2 separate regions of the Mus musculus genome follow, and region 2 is linked to region 1. Evidence: chromatin contacts called from public HiChIP or PLAC-seq data. All regions are on one chromosome and are shown on one strand. The core of a region is the stretch at or near the end of the contact, and the rest is flanking DNA. Distances in the headings are between cores, read along the strand shown. Region 1 holds the start of 2010016I18Rik (RIKEN cDNA 2010016I18 gene). Region 2 overlaps Cept1 (choline/ethanolaminephosphotransferase 1).

Region 1 (2,700 bases), core at 66-2,565:
CCTAGATTCTCTGGGTGATTACAGAAAACTAGGGCTGGGCTACAAAGGAAACTAGAGCAGTGAGCTCAGGGCTAGAGCCCAGGCAGCGTGGTAAGACATAGAACTCCTCTATTACCTTTTAAACACACCTTCGTCCTCCCACCTCCATCCTCAGGCCCCACTTCTCCCTCCATCCTTACCTTGGGAAACTGGTAAGTGATCGTGGGCTCATAGTCATCCCCTAAACGCTTTTTCTTTAAAGAAACAACAAGAAGGTATTCAAAGAAGTGCTGGCCTCCAGCAAAGCTAGATGGAGAATGCTCCTGGATCCTTTCTGGCTCTGTGACAGCTTCCCCAGGATTGTTCTGGGATTGTCCTAAAATGGAGATGCAAGGGTCTCTTGAGTATTCTTTCCACTCCTCCATTCTGTAGTGCGAGCGAGAATCTGGGCAACAACCATGCCTCAAGGCTACAGTGCCAAGCCTGACCAGGCACCACCAGGCAGGATCAGAGCCAAGGGGGCAATTTCCATACCTGCCCTGGGAAACTTGAAACTGTGGAGTGACACAGGAAGAAAAGAAAACACTGATGTAGAACCGAGGAGCCATGCCATGCTGTGGAGGTTCTTGGAGGCCTGATGCCTGACACTGTATAGTCTGCCTGATGCAACAGTTCTGGGTATTTTGTGAGCCCTGAGTAAATTTGCACTAAATAATCAGAGTAGACCCATAGGGCATTTTTTGGTAATTATAGCAAGACCTCTGCAACAGACGGGACTAGCTCTGCAAACTGATAAGGCAATCCTCCTGGCTTGACCACATGGGGGCCATGTGGGTTTGAGCATATAAAGGAAAAAGAGGATCACTACAGCAGGAATCAGCCCATAAAAAGATCATCCGAAAAAGGAAGTAGGCAATCCAGTTCTGACCTGCTCGAAGTCGTGGCAAGCGATTTCGGAGCAGCCTGAGGGTTCGGCCTACCCCTTGTCCTTCCATCATTCTGAGCTTTGGGGGCATGGATGTTCTTTCTCCTTCAGGCTGGCCACAGAAAGCCTGAGAAAGTGCCTTCTGCCTTGGTCTCCAATCACAACTTTATTGAGCTGAGCCACACGCTGTCTCCCAAAGGCAGAGAGCAGTTTCCATCCTGTGTACTCCGTAATTGAGCAAGAAGGATGTGAAAGGACCCACGAGGCAGCTTAGTGTGGGCACTGACAGAAGCAGCATCCTGGCACTACAACTCAGCTCTTGGCTCCTCCCAAGAGCCCCAGGGTGTGGTAACAGAAAAGGTCATGAGCAAACATCTCAAGGCACAGCTGCTTCTGGGCCAAGGGCTTTCAATTCCAGTGCTTGCAGACCATGTGGTGAGTTTATTTACAAACCCAGGCAGCGAGGGATGCCTGTGAAGATCAGACTATGGACTCCAGTGCCTCGTGGGGCACAGCACAGGTATTTTACATCCCTCATCCTCCACTGCTCACGATCACCTTTTCAAGCAATCGTCGGGAGCTGCAAAGTCCCACCAGGCCAACTGGCGAATCTAAAACATCAAGGATCTTCAGGAACCCAGGACTGAACACTTCTTGCAGCCAAGATGCCAGATTGCCCTGATTCAGATAAGTAGACTTGCCCACTCATTCTCTAAATGTACTAATAACTTGTAACAGGAGAGGCCCACCTCTGAGAGGCCCAGATATACAGAATAGCTGTGAAGGTGATTACTTCACCCACTCCTCCCTGGCAATCTTTCCTGATCTAAGGCATAAATCTCTCTCACTATTCCAGGGTTCCGGAAGAATCCTTTCTCTCACCATCTTTACTAAAAGGAAGCAATGACTCGGGAAATCGTCCCCAGCTTAGAGTAGGAGCCTAGTTGCATCAGCAGCTGTAGGGGTACAGAGCATCTTCACCCCTCCCCTACCCCTGCTCAGCCTTTCCTCTGGTTGGGCCAGGACAAGCTAAACAGCAGGCCCAGTACTATGTCTAGAGATTGAGGAAGAGGAGAAAAGTAGTCGCTGATACCCTGGGTTATTAAACAGAAAGTCCTGAATAAGGAAATGTACAGGATAAGAGGAAGGAGACTTTGCCCAGAAGTAACTTAATGGGGAGGGAAGAAGTAAAAGGATCTGGTGCCTGTGTCTGCCACTCCTGCAAAGAATTAGCAGCCCTCTGGGAGGGAGTGTGTTGCTATGGTAAGAAGGAAGGCTGTCACCCTACTCCTAAGAGCACTGAAACTGTGGCACTGGTAAAATGCAGGACTCAGAAACCCAACATTGACTTGTGGCGGAAGCAGCAATCATAGTACAGATGATGAGAGTTGGGATCTTGAGAACGGGGAAGCAAGACACCACAGAAAGTACTTGTGTCTTACTTGTAGCCTGTATAGACATGTTGCATAATCTTTACTGGTTGCCTTACGGAGCAAGAGCATGCCTAGTACAGAAAGGAAAACCGAGGCATTAAGTCACTCGGAGGCAATTGAAAATGAACAGGATCTGTACAAAGTGAACGTCATAAAAAGTTCCAAATCCAGGCTCAGGCCTTCTGGTGTATTACACAGTAAACATCTCCCGGTAGGAAGAGGTAGTGGGTGGAGTGGGATGGGTGGCGAGCAAATGGCTTGGGGGGCCAGAGTCATCTTCCTGGTCATCCCAGAAGCTCAGGAAATGTCTTTTCCTCAGTCCTTGGGGCTGGCTTTTCACTCCATTTCCTCCTGCTTTATCAG
Region 2 (2,700 bases), core at 76-2,575, 42 kb before region 1:
GAATGTTTATAGGTTTGTTTTCAGTAATGTTTTCATAGCCTTTGTCTTATAATATTTTCACAGTCATCTTGTGCTTTAGGTAAAACCACAAAATGTTAAAAATTCTAAGATCATTTGTTTTTTCATAATTCAGTATTAAGTTTAAGTGCTACTGGGTTTTCAGAAATGCCATGATGTTTTCTATCTAGATTTCACATCCTTCATGGTTCATTTCTTATGGTCTCAGGGTTTTGGGTGTTGTTTTGTCCTTTGGACAGTGGGGGGGGGGTGAGAGTGGGGGTATGTATATTTTGGGTACTGAACCTGTGTTGGATGTAACTTCAACTTAGTTACAAACCAGTCTCTGTTCAGTTTTCTCTTTCCCTTTCAAGAAATGCTGTGCCAGCTCTATGGTGTGGTAACCAAAGAGAAAGGGAATTCAGCATGAAAGTAGTAAACAAACAACAAAACCAGTAATGGGCAGTAGTCCTAGGAACAGTTTAATATCACAGCTTTATACCTTGCAGTCTTAGAACTGCCTGTGATAAAGTTCTTACTTGGAAAACTGTGCAGTCCCATGTTAGATCATAAGATGACTGTAAGGGAATAGCAGAGATAAGACTAATGAAGACCCAGAAAATCTTGCTTTTTCTACTTTGCCAAGAAATTTGGTTTTTATCCTGATCTGCAAGGAACTTTTGTAAGACCTAAAGCTAGGAAATGACAAGAAATACCTTAGAAAGATCTGGCAGCATGGCAGAGAGTAAACTAGGGTTAACTGTAACAAAAGCAAAAAGACCCCCAGTAAGCATCAGTACAATTAACCTGAGGTGCTGCAAAGCCTATATTAACCCAGGAGCAATGTTCTTGTATGGAAAGGGGTTGATGGTCAAAGAGTTCAGAGCTAGACACTATTTATCTAGGTGTATGGAATGAATAAAAGTACAGATACTACACTGATGTCTCCACAACTTCCCTTCATTGCGAGGTTTTATGGAAAGTGTAGAAAGGCACCTCAGGAGAAGAAACCTACTTAAGTGGCAAATTCTATCCAGAAAAAAATGTCTGTACGGGATGGCAGACATAAGAATGGCAGAAAACTTAGGAAGTGGGCTTGGAAAGAAAGCTGTGAATAACCTTCTTTGAACAACCAAAATGGGAGGCTTCTTGTTGGAATGAAAAGCCAGGAGATTCATGAACTTTAAGAACAAATGATGTTTGGAGCTGCCAGGATTCACGAGAGTAGAAAAATGTATTATGAATTTGGCAATATGAATGATCCATAGTAGTTTCTGTGTAGTGGTGAAGTAAGGGCTAGATTGTAGCAGGATAAATAAGTTAATGTTTCATTACAATCTCTATCACATTACTCATAAAATACATAGAGGAGAGGACAAAGGACACACAACACACACAAATTACACATGCCATAGAAATTACTAGAAATTACCAAGAAACGGAGAAAATAAGAATGATTTGTGTAGCAAGATAGATTGAGATGTAAGACTGTAAGTATTCTAGGATAGGCATATATATAACTGAGTGGTAGAAAGCTTGTCTAGTATACCTGAAGTCCCAGGTTCAATCCCTAACATTGTTAATAATTAATTTAGTAAAATAACTTGTAGTATCAAGGCCAAAGCAAACACCTAAATTTAAATCAGATACCATAAGAAAAACTGTACAAGTATATTTTGAAGTAACAATGAAATGCCTTTTTAAAGTAAAACTGAGCTACGACAATATGCATGGAAAAGTGCCATTAGTACTTTACACCTAACTAGCTACTCATCAAAACAGAGCAAAATAAAACAGAACAGTATACTAGAGGATAGAAAATACATAAATCCCCCCTCCCCAGTACTACTGGAGTTCACATGTTTTTCTCAGTACCATATATAGTTAAGTATAGGATAGATTAAATTCAGTCAGTTTTGTATACATGAAAGAGAAAATATTCTTTTTGACTAACAAAGAACAAGGTCAATTCTCAGCTCTGGTTTAACTAAAGACATTTTTATATATGGCTTCTTTCTAGTTTTTCTTAGGGAAAATGAAAGCCACCTTAACTTGAGAAATACTACTTTTGAATACTTTTATTTGAATTGTTTTAGTGTCATTTATAAATGGGTGAAAGGGATCCTTAACATGTCTCTTTTGCATGTAATAAATTCAGATGTTTATGTTCTCAGTACTTTATAAAGTAGAATGTTTTCCAAATAAGAAGCTTGGGGAGATGGACATGGTGGTGCATGCCAGAGCTTTAGTAGCTGAGGGAAGAATAGTGGAAGATCAGAGCTAGCCTGGGCTACATAGGGAGACTCTTTCAAAAAACTGAACAAAAAATTAAGAAAAAGACATTTTTGTTCTTCTTAGTCTCATTATTTTTAGTTCCTATTTTAAGTTCATAGTATCTTGAACAAATAGAGAAAACATTTAATTCATAAAGGCTAAAGAGATGGCTCAGTGGTTACAAGTGTCTGCTGTTCTTTCAGAGGACCAAGTTTTGGTTCCCAGCACTTCTGCCTGGCAGCTGACAGCCACCTTTTATTTCATCTCCATGGGATCTGACACCTTCTAGCCTCTAAATATAATAAATCATTTTTTAAAATAGATTTTAATTCTCTGTGGCTAAATACTTTCCATTTAAAATCTAGCATTTTGAGAAAACAAACATGCTTTGGGTACATACTTCTCAAGTTTATGAGCTGCTGTGGAGCT

The links. HiChIP or PLAC-seq counts read pairs in DNA pulled down with a chosen protein or histone mark.
Region 2: a contact with region 1 is called in an H3K4me3 HiChIP or PLAC-seq map of intestinal villus epithelium, with 3 times the contacts expected there. The contact joins the enhancer-like site here to the promoter of 2010016I18Rik in region 1. A contact is called at or near these places in 2 of 39 promoter capture datasets (macrophages and neutrophils), 1 of 15 datasets of contacts at CTCF or cohesin (large pre-B cells), 7 of 484 Hi-C or Micro-C datasets (B cells, CD8 T cells, centrocytes and 3 more), 6 of 115 datasets of contacts at active chromatin or transcription factors (CD8 T cells, the SCID.adh cell line, bone marrow-derived macrophages and 3 more) and 2 of 9 other capture datasets (adipose tissue and pancreatic islet).

Annotation. Positions count from the first base shown.
Region 1 is chr3:106,484,528-106,487,227 of GRCm38.p6, reverse strand. 2010016I18Rik (RIKEN cDNA 2010016I18 gene) reads left to right here and starts at 1,315. Exons shown (of 2, transcript NR_033207.1): 1 at 1,315-1,424. It overlaps Dennd2d (DENN/MADD domain containing 2D), which reads right to left and starts at 1,188. Exons shown (of 12, transcript NM_028110.2): 1 at 908-1,188; 2 at 180-355. The coding sequence starts at 995.
Region 2 is chr3:106,526,851-106,529,550 of GRCm38.p6, reverse strand. All of the region lies in intron 4 of Cept1 (choline/ethanolaminephosphotransferase 1), which reads left to right. Among named protein-coding and RNA genes, the nearest start is that of Dram2, 20 kb to the left of the region's middle. Within about 2 kb of position 1,325, at least 10 of the 459 cell types and tissues checked have an H3K27ac peak or open chromatin away from gene starts, as enhancers often do. A contact at or near this core is called in intestinal villus epithelium and liver, where this site is marked.